Linked DNA regions of Hordeum vulgare: region 2 is linked to region 1. The links are chromatin contacts, called in public Hi-C maps. All regions are on one chromosome and are shown on one strand. Each heading gives the region's core, a stretch centred on a gene start, on an enhancer-like site or on the middle of the called end of the contact. The rest is flanking DNA. Distances are from core to core; before and after follow the strand shown.

Evidence for each region. Hi-C and Micro-C count contacts between places; a contact is called where the count stands out from the background.
Region 2: a Hi-C map of seedling shows a contact between it and region 1, with 3 times the contacts expected there. The contact joins two enhancer-like sites. A contact is called at or near these places in 2 of 6 Hi-C or Micro-C datasets (leaf and seedling).

Annotation. Positions count from the first base shown.
Region 1 is chr3H:619,515,093-619,520,723 of MorexV3_pseudomolecules_assembly, reverse strand. No RefSeq gene overlaps it. Among protein-coding and RNA genes, the nearest start is that of LOC123445746, 19 kb to the left of the region's middle. Within about 2 kb of position 2,438, at least 2 of the 3 cell types and tissues checked have open chromatin away from gene starts, as enhancers often do. A contact at or near this core is called in seedling, where this site is marked.
Region 2 is chr3H:619,871,469-619,877,099 of MorexV3_pseudomolecules_assembly, reverse strand. No RefSeq gene overlaps it. Among protein-coding and RNA genes, the nearest start is that of LOC123441247, 12 kb to the right of the region's middle. Within about 2 kb of position 2,954, at least 1 of the 3 cell types and tissues checked has open chromatin away from gene starts, as enhancers often do. A contact at or near this core is called in seedling, where this site is marked.

The DNA of each region.
Region 1 (5,631 bases), core at 1,189-3,688:
TGTATTTAAGAACGGAGGGAGTACTACACGATGGTCTCGATCGAGCATGCATGCATGTAGCCACGACACGATGCATGTACTACCTCCATCCCGGTTTATTAGGCCTCCTTCATTTTGCGCCAAAGTTTGATCATGGATTTAAATTTATAAAATATGAATTCTTTCTTATAATGATATACCATGAAAAACCTCTTTCAAATACAAATCGATCAATATACTTTTTGTAGCAACATGTTCTATATTATTTAGTCAAATACGTGGTCAAAGTTGGATCCAAAATATAAGGGGGCCTAATAAACCCGGACGGAGGGGGTAGCACAGTAGCTAGTCCGTCTGAGCGCGTGACTACCTGCTGGTTGGTATCGATGCGTGCCCGCCGTGTATCGGGGTCATGGGCTATTGAAATCGTGACCGGAGCACAAAACAGTGTGCTATAGCCTACGAAAATGGCCATAAATGGCTGAAATCATGAGTTTTGAAGACGTCCAAATAGCTGTGTCCCGGGGTCACGGGCCATCGGAATCGTGGCCGGAGCACAAAACAATGTGCTATAGCCCACGAAAATGGCCATAAATGGCTGAAACGATGAGTTTTGACGACGTCCAAATAGCAGTGTACCGGGGTCACGGGACATCGAAATCGTGCCCGGGTCCCAAAACAGTCTGCTATGGCCCACGAAAATTGTCATAAATGGTCGAAACAACGAGTTTTGACGACCACGAAATAGCCGTGTACCGGGGATCATGGGCAATCGAAATCGTCCCCGGGCCCGAAAACACATCAAAATCGTGTCCGGGTCACAAAACAGTGTGCTATGGCCCACGAAAATTGTTAGAAATGATTAAAACAACGAGTTTTGATGACGACAAAATAGTTGTGTACCGGTGGTCATGGGTAATCGAAATCGTCCCCGGGCCCGAAAACACTGTGAGCCAACGAAAATGGCAGCATTGGCCGAAACGACGAGTTTTGACGACTTCCAAAAAGCCATATACCGGGGGTCACGGGCCATCGAAATCGTCATCGGGCCCAAAAACAGTGTGCTATAGTCCACAAAAAAGCCAAGAAATGGCCGAAACGATGAGTTAATGTGATGTGCTTAATATATTTTTGTGATGATATGCTTATAATATAGTAATTTGATATGCTTTAGTAATGTGATATATTGATGTGATGATATGCTTAGTGTAGTAATTCGATAATATGCTTAGTGTGTAGAATGTGATGATATGATTATAATATAGTAATTTGATATGCTTTAGTAATGTGATATATTGATGTGATGACATGCTTAGTGTAGTAATTCGATTATATGCTTAGTGTGTAGAATGTGATGATATGATTAGTGTAGTAATTAATGTGCTAATATCCTTATAGTATAGTAATGTGATATGCTTACTATATTAATGTGGAAGAACACATACACAGAGAGCATTTCCGGCACACGCACTTCTGACTTTTCTGTATTCCTTCATCTAAAATGACACAATGCAAATACAAGGGCTTAAGTAGCCAGTGTTACGCAGCACATAACCACTTAACCCATTAACCCACTACCTTGCATGCAACCATACAGGCACGCACACTTGTGCATGCTACACACAAACGGCTTGATCCTATTATTACCCCACTGGCTAGCTAGCTTTACATGTAGACGTTTGAATCACTTCCAAGTCGGTGTGGTGACTATTAGGCCCTGTTTGGAACCACCCACATTATATAATTCAGTTTTTATAATCTATTCTGTCTTCAAAATAGGATAGATTATAGTGTAGATTATAAAAACTAGATGAACAGATTATTAAAAACTTATAATCTACTCTACACCAGCTAAAATCAGATTATGGATTGCTAATGACCCATGACCCTTGTAAAGTTGGAGATAATTACATTCCTACCACCGTCAGTCTCCTCTTTTAAAAAAACAGAGGACAGACGGGTCATTATGCAATGTAAAACTTGAATTACAGTTTATATAATCTGACCTCCAAACATGTTCACCTAGATTATTTTTATAAACCAGATTATGTAATCTATCTTTATAATCCAAATTATCATAATCCATTATGGTTCCAAACAGGGCCTAACTAGAAGATCATTGCGCATGCCACAACTACAACGCCCGCTTCTTTCTCCATGTGAATCTACAACACGACTTGGTGGCTCGGATTCTATGGAACGCTATACATACCGCTAACAAACACTATGACTACCAAATACGAACGCATGACTGATAAGCATGATCTAATAATCTAAATGTAGCACTATAACAAGATTAGTTCCAACAGGTACTTGGTGTCACCCCACTATGGGAACGCCACAACGAAAAGCCCTGACATGATAACCTTTGGCGTTGCGTGCTAGCCAAAGTGTGTGAGGAAGCATGCCTTGGAATGGTGCATGATTACCAGGTCACGTGGTCTCCACAATGCCATCATGCCTCGCCCGTTAATAGAGTCAAGGTACCAGTCCAGAACAGAGTCGGATCCATAACGGTGCCATCTGTGCAGCCCGCACATGGCCCATGATTATGGGGCCCCAAAAAAATAGATATGCCTAGTATTAAAAAAACTGGACCGGTGGACAGTCCTTCGCTAGTGTTGGGCCCAAGCATCGTATTGCAGTAAAAAAACTCACATACGTCAGAATCAAGAAATCAACAAACCATCAAAAAAGATATGTCCATCTACAGGGTGACGGGGCATTCATCGGCAAAACTGTACTAGAAATCAATATTAAGAAAATATAAGTGATATAGGTAAATTTGGTAAGATGAGAACTTGTAGTAGAAATCAATAGTTAGAAAGTATAGGAGATATACACATTCAAAGGCAAAAAACATTAATTTTTCCTTCAACTCCCATGTAGGCCGATATGCATGAGTATAATATGTTCAATATGCAAAAATAAACAATGCGTATGGGCCTACGTACAACTCTTTTAATAGTAGAGATATAGGTGATTTGATAAGATAAGAAAACACATGTGATTTGATAAGATACAAAAAAGATGTTTATATTTGTTGTATTAATAAACTTGTGACTGTCATATAATAGTACACATAATGATAATAATAATAAATGGCATAATTCTCACAATGAGCGATTTGTTATTGAGGAATGTTTCATATTTTTGGAATGATATTAAGAAAAATCTTGTGGCTGTCATTTATTTAGATTATCTCACATATATGGTTCAATTTCAGAATTATTCACTATTATTTTTGCAAATGTATTCAAACACGAGCCCCCCCCCCCTTTTAATGGGATCTGGTTTTTATGGGCGGGAGAAAAATCCAGTGGGGTGGCATGTTGGGAGATGAGGAGAAAATAAACGAATGCAAGGGGATGATAGGTGAGAAAAAAAATTAAAGGTGAGGGGAAAATAAAGCTGGATATCGTGCTACCGACTCTTCTTTTAGAGTAGAAATAAGAGTACAAATTGATCAACGATAAGTCGATAACTGATTTCCACCTATATCTATACCTATATAAAAAGAACCAAGGGGCACATTCAATTAATCCCGGGCATCAAAACATGTCAATCAATTAATACATGCCAAATAATTAATGTTTGTGTTAATCTGACAAATGATAAACATTAATTTGCATAATATCAATGTGCATTACATGTACTTATTTACTAGTATTACTACAAGTCTAAGGGAGACGAACATGAAGGAACATCCATCTTTCGGGAATTAACGAGGGAACACTGGCGACCTTTGCAAAAAGCCACAATCTGCGGTTAGAGATTAGACAAATGTTAATCTACATTAATAAACGCAATTAATTCTGACCAAGATGCAACATTTTGATTCACTTATCCTTCTCGGACAATAATGCAAGGCCAAGAGGACAAGAGTTCCACTACTTGTATAAATATCACTCAATCATCATGTTCTCCTCCTCACACTCCCATCGCATCCAACGACTTCATTCGATCGAGCAACTGGTCATGGCGTTCAACAGCGCTCATTTGCTTGCTGCCTTCTCCTTGGCCCTGCTCCTCATTTCCTCCGGTAAGTTAAGATGGTTGTACTGAAATTCCATATTGTAAATTAGGATCATGGAAACACTTTACTAACATGATTTTTCGGGTGCATTTGGAAATTGTGTGGTTCAGGTGCTGATCTGAGACCATGCCAACGTATTGATATTGGTGAATGCACCCAACATAAATGCATTCTAGCCTGCATCAAATTGAACTACCCTGGGGCTATCTGCGATAACCATCAGGCAACCAGCCAAGACATGGGAGCAGACGACTATTCCTTGTACGGGTCGTGTGTGTGTTGTTAAATTTTACGGGCTTCATCTTATTATGATTATAGACCTCACCCAGTACGTAAGATAATAAAAATTCAACGACTCTTTTGGCTAGAATTATATGTGCTCCCTGGAATTCTTAATTATTTCTTTGTGTTACTGGATACCAAAGAGCGAGTCGTTGGGGCTCTCGGAATACATTGTCTCCATTGCATACATGTGAATAGGCTAGCAGGTTTTTTCGCCGATGGTCACGGGTAGGGATTGTATGTGAAGTACTTCCTCCGTTTCTAAATATAAGTCTTTAAAGAGATTTTATTAGTAGACTACATACAGATGTATATAGATATATTTTAGAGTGTAGATTCACTCATTTTGCTTCGTATGTAGACTCCTAGTGAAATATCTTAAAAGACTTATATTTAGAAACGAAGGAAGTATATGCATACATGTGAATATGGCCCAGTGCAAGACGCACCTCCCTACGTACTCGCCGCAAGCGTGATGCGTGTAGTAGACTCCGCATCAGGCGAGTCGGCGGCCTCCTTCCATGCGTTTGCGTTGAGTTGTGGAGACTCACCTGGCCGAGACGTGCTTTCGCACGTAGGGCTCTGTCGTTAAGATTGAGCTGGCTGTGTCGTAAGATTGACAGTGCGGATATATATGGTGACGGAGCCGCTGCCTAGGGCGTGAGAAGCATTTCCTTTGTAGCTATAGTGTTACATTGTCCCAAAGGCTGCCTCACTCGTGGCTTATTTCTGCCGCTGCTACCGTATATATCTACAATCATCTAATGAAATAGAGAATGGATACATTCCAACACGTTATCAGTCTCGTGCGCGCCTCTCGCCCTTGCCGCCGAACTGTGTTGTGGCCAGTAACGCCAGGCCGTGGCCGCGGCCGCCCGCGTAATGGCGGCAGCGTCAGGACATGGTCGCATCCCGCATCCGTGCCAGCTAGCATCCTCGTCGTGGCACCGCTCCGCCCGCAGTTGATGACACGGGTGTGACCACCTCCCCCTGCCCGTGGCAGTCCGGCCTCGGCATCAAAGGGATAGGAGTAGAGTTAATTGCAAAAGAGTGCCATAATTCGGGCCGTATTTATAAATTGGTGCCATCTTTCAAATTTTTTGCAAATACGTACCAAGATACAGGTCGTATTTTGCAGATCGCGTATTTATACGTATAGACGCTCTTTCTGACATACATGGCCCACCTGTCAGCCTCTTAAAGAAAAACCCGCCTGGACCGCTGCGGCTGGGGGAAAACCGGCTCTCTGCTTCCTCTCGTATCGGATCGGCTGCAGGGAAAACCGGCTCTACCCATCTCTCCTTCCTCTCGCATCTGTTCCCAACCCTACTCCC
Region 2 (5,631 bases), core at 1,705-4,204, 360 kb before region 1:
ATAGCTATCATTGTAACAACCTTGTATATTGCTTTGCCATCCGTATATAAATATACTGCCAAGGCCATCAGGTTATGATGCGCCGAATCATCTATTTCTTCAAGTTTCACACAACTGGCGACTGCGGCTTGGGTTCGCGCTACCAAAAGAAGAAGAAAATGAGGTATAATTGTGCTGGCAGGAGTTGCACCTGCAATGAAGTACTCCCTCCGTTCCTAAATATAAGTCTTTTTAGAGGTTTCACTAATAGACTATATACGGATGTATATAGACATACTTTAGAGTGTATATTCATTCATTTTGCTTATCATGTAGACCCCTAGTGAAATCTCTTAAAAGACTTATATTTAGAAACGGATGGAGTAGTACCTAAGAGGATAATAAAGCGTGTACTCACAAGCACCTGCAATGATCTTCCGGTGATCTTTTCTTTCTTGACAACGGTTGAATGTGTGTCTGTCGAGTGAAAGTGCAGAGAATTTCACAAATAATTTTAGGCTTTGATGTTGGGAACCACTCTTACTGCTACAGAATATTGAGCGAGCTATCCAGGCAACATAGATAACATGACATTCTCATGCACCATACGAGTGTGTGTCACTAATGCTCCTACATGCTGTGATACTCCTCCCTCACCGGGGGTCTAAGAACGTGTACTGTGGATGCAACTAAGTCACACAACTTAAAAACCGGAAAAAAAATCCGTCACAGAACTTGCGTTGCGGGTGCAATCAAGTCACGGGCCACAACTAAACCGGTCGGGAGCCCGATTTTCTCTGATTTGAGGTCACGTGCGGCGTAAGTGGCGTCGCTGATGAATTATACTTTGCAAAAAAGCCCGTAACAATATTGTTTGAGAGCCGTATTGCAAAATCATCAGTTTTATACCCGAATCGGACCCTAGATCCCAAACCGAAACCAAACCGAATCGTAGCTCTGCTCTCCTCTCCTCTCACACCTTCCGGCGACGATTTCGGAGCGACAGATGGGCGGCGGCGGCAGCCAGATCTCGAGCGGCGGTGGCGTTCCTTCTGGCTGGAGTTGTTCCTACTCCCTCACCGGAAGTAGCCGTGGTGCTGCCATCATCGTGGCATGTGAGGGCGGCAGCGAGGGGAGCGTGGCACTGGGTAGTCAGTGGCCTCGCATCCCGGACTCGCATATCTTTCCTCAAGAGGTGTGGCAGCGGGGCGAGCCGGAGATGCGCCCAGAGCGCGGGCGGGTTGTCATCGCTGGCACTGCTGGCATGGCGGTGCTCGAGCGAGATTTCTATGGCCGTGTCCTGCACGCCACCATCATTGGACAGCCACAGAGCATGGTGACGCTGGAGGCACTAGCGGCGGCGATGGAGTCTCACTGTGTTGTCCCACGGACGACAACCAAGGTGGAGGTCACTTGCCCACCATTCCATTTTTTCGTTCAATTCGTCTCGAATGATGATTGCACTCGTGTGGTAAAAATGTAACACTAAAAAAGTGTAACCTATACAAATGTAAAAAATGTTCATCCAACACTAAAAAAGTCCAAAATATTTGAAAAGGTATGTTGCCTATTAGAAAGTCTTAACTTGGCTTAAAAAAGAGATCATCCTATTAGAAAAGTGTGTTGCCTATTAGAAAAGTCTTAACGGTAACACAGAAAGATTGAACAACGGGCCATAGCAGAATGTGCTTGTCGTGTGGATCAAATAGAATTTGTTGTTGGGGTGCTGATCAGGTGTTTGACACGAGAAAAATCAGATTTGCTTCATGAGAAAAGAAATGGAGAAGTTTTATTTCTCTCAATGCGTCGAAAAAGGAAAGGAAAATTAAGCGGACGTGTCACTGTACCATAGTACACAAAGAAATATGTTTCGGGAAACAAGTATTTCATTGATTTCTTTGAAATTACAAGATCTCATAAAAAATGTGCTCCATGTCTACTAGCGCGACCAACCTAACTATAGTAATTGCGGTGTTTTGGTTTCCAGGGCTTCGAAAGCCTCCCTGCTAATTACTCCCGCAGGTTACTCCGCGAGATACCTCTGATTAGCCGTGTAGTCAGTCATCTTTGTCGTCTTGGCTTTGCGTCTCCCTGCATGATGATAGTGGTGTGTGTGGGCGGCGGCAGAGTCTGTGTCCTCGTCGATACACACGTCGTATGTAGCATGACCTTTCCGGTGGCCGCTCCAAACCTCGCCGTAGCTGATGTACGTAGGAGTAGCATGGCTAGCGCTCGTCTTGGACTTGTCGATGACAAATAGCTTGGTCGGAATATGCAAGGGGTTATGCCTTGCGGTAGTAATTGTTTGTTGAAACTGGCATGTATTGTCGGTGTAAAAAAAATGACGCACACTCATATTGGGGTGGTTGGCGCCTCGTCTGATGAGTTAGTAGTGTCTTAATTAAAGGACGCCTAGACAAAGGATGCCGATCGAGTGTTCGCCGCCTAATTAGACAAAGGACGCCTAGACATGAGTTAGTAGTGTCTTCCATTAGACAAAGGATGCGGACGCCGCCTCATGTAGAGGTAGTAGTGTCTTAATTAAAGGGCGTACGTCTCTCCTGGGCTGTTGCAACGGGAAGGCGTGACAGTTTGATGAGGGCTAGACACGGGACACGGGACGATCGATCGAGTGTTCGCCTAGACACGGGACGTACGTCGGGGACTCCGTGGACTGGATATCGAGTTTGATGAGGGCTTGTCCGTCATGGTGGGTAGACCTCTCGACGAACGGAGCGGTCTTGGACTGCATCGTTGCGGACTCCGGTTTAGCAAAGAATCTGTACGCCATAAAGGGAAAGAGAGTATCGAGTTTTGTTTTCAGCGAGCTCGGACTTCGCGATACCTAGGGACTGCACCTCCCTATATATATACCTATAATAATAATGGCACTATTGCTTCTGATTGTATGTCACCAAAATTGCCCCATTGTTGCAAAATATTACCCCACCAATATCATATAAAATTGTGAAAAATACGCTTTGCACAGGGACATCATACCCCTTGGCCGGCCCATGCACTAGGGACATCATATACTGTGCTATAGGCCGTAGGAAAAAAGCAGTGTGCCTTTTGGGAAGGCCCATGTCTTGGTGACCTATTTTTTTTTTCATTTTTCCTAATTTAAATAATTTGAAACTTTAAACAACTGCCGAATACATACAGAAAAAACACCTGCCGAATAAATAAATTATAATTATTAAATATAAAATTACTAAATATTATTATATTTGTGGATTGAAAAGATGTTCCTGATTTTGTAAGTTTATGTAAACAATGTTCAAAATTTCGAAAGAAAATACTCACTAAATAAAACAAAATTCAAGATTTTCTACTAATTAATGTTAATGAATTGAACAAATAATGTTCATGCATTTCAAAAAATGTTCGGGAATTTCAAAAATTGTTCCACCAATTTTCAAAAAATCTTCGTCGATTCTAGAAATATTCACCAATTCATAAATTTGTGTAAAAAACGTTCATAATTATTTAAAAATGTATGCAAATAATATTACATCTTCATGAATGCAAAAACAATTCCTAATTCTAGAAAATGTTTGAATATTTTAGAAGTCTTCATGTATTTGAAAAACGTTCATGTTTTTAAATATGGTCAGGTGTTTAAAAAAATGTTCATGATTTTCCAATTTATTCATGATTTCATGAAATTGAGAATGATATTGTATCTAGGTGATGCAACAAAATATGATCATGGCCATTGGTGATCTCTAATAGAATAGTATCCATGTGTGTCTTGTCTTCCTATCGGTACTCGATATCTAACTATTTCAATTGAGGGTGATAGTCTATATCGGTGAAGCGGTAAAATGTGGCTATTTCATGAAAAAAATCCGCTGCATCACACATGTTCTGCATAGGAAATAAGAAACTACACATTGGGCAATAAGAAACTACACATTGGGCAATTCCAAAGCCCGTGGGAAGTAGTAGATCGCACTGATACTTGTCAGAGTCCGTGAATGCAACACATACTAAATATGCTAAGTCCAGATTATCATTCTTTGAGAGCCTTGGACTTATCTAAATTCTTTCCCGACATAAAAAACTTTGATATTAACTACATATCTTCCATTTAAATGTCCCTCTACATGTACTCCTATGTTCCAAAGATCGCTTCCTACTATCTTCGTCAATTTTCCAATACTATGTTTCGTCGGAAATTTCTACAAATATAAATCTCTTGCAAGGAGTACTATGTTTTTTTGTCCATGGTCTAATTGGGCAAACTTGGTTACAAACGTAATCTTGTTAGATTTGATCATCTCAATGGCACGCCATTGCAATCCCGTGTTTTACCTATTCATATTATAAGAATCAAAGAGGAATATATATATGAGATGCAAAAGAATGTAAACATGTCATTGCAGGGATGTATGGTTGTTCCGGTAAATCTAAACTCCACATTGTAAGAAAACATTTCAAATGCAAAAAGGACATACTCTTGTTACAGATAGACCTATCTCGTATCCCTGGGTTTAATATCCTCAAGCTGTTTGATCTTCTGATAGCACAGAGTTCTCCCTAGTCCTCCAAATCATTACGCTCTTCGTCTTGACCTGCTGCCACTGTGTCGGCGGCATGCCCTTGGATATCTCTGATAGAAGTGTATCTATGTGCGTCTCATCTCCGTATCGGTACTCTATGTCTATCGACTTCAATTTTTCACACCAAGAAACAATTGGTGCTGAACCACGGAGTTTAGAAGATGCCATCTTCTTCCTTTTCTTCGGGGTGGTAGGAGAGATAAACTATTGTTTCACGCATGAGGTTAATCGGTTAGAGAGGTAATAAGTCAAAAATATTGTACATTAGCTGGATAGAAAGTAGACCAAAAAGTTATACATGTGAGTTCAATTAACTAGAGAGGCAGTAACCAAAAATTAGATGGGTTTCAAAATTTGTATATTGCAGGATCAGATTGGGGCACGATAATTGATTGCGATTAACAAGATCAAGGATACAGTCAGCATGTAAATAAAGGAAGTACTAAAGTATGACTGCTTGACAATTAGTTATTACTACGGTACGTACCGTGCATAGGTGTAACCTAAGCTTTTCCATGTTAGGTGCGTTTCCTAAGGATGCTTTTCAACGCCTGGAACTTGAGACCAAGATCACAATTTTCCATGAGCAAGCTTCTCAAACCATAGAGTAGCGGGAATTCCTGGGATTCCTGGTCTAGCAATGCCTGAAACACACAAAAATGTGTATACAATAAGATGGAAGATGCTTCCTGGATCCTGGTACCACATGATCATGCATGCTAGTTATAACTTAAACAACATATATAATATGATCATGCGTATGTACCGTGGTCGTGAACCCCTGAAGATGTAAATCTACAGCATTGGAAAAAAGTGGCAAGAAGGCCGGCATGGTTCTCAGAAACTCAAGCTTCCGTTTCTCTCGAGCTCGGCGGTTCTGGTCCCTATCCACCCCTATGTTGGTGAGCCGGACCGATGCCTTCACGAGTGCGGTTAGCACCGGTTGGGTTGCAGCTGCTCCAGAGACGAAGTTGTGCTCCTCACTGCACGGGATGTCTAAACGAAGGGAGGCGAGGCGCGGAGTCGTGAGCTTGAGGGGGGCCGCCATGGCCATGCCGCCTAGGGGATCAATGACGGCCAGGCTCTT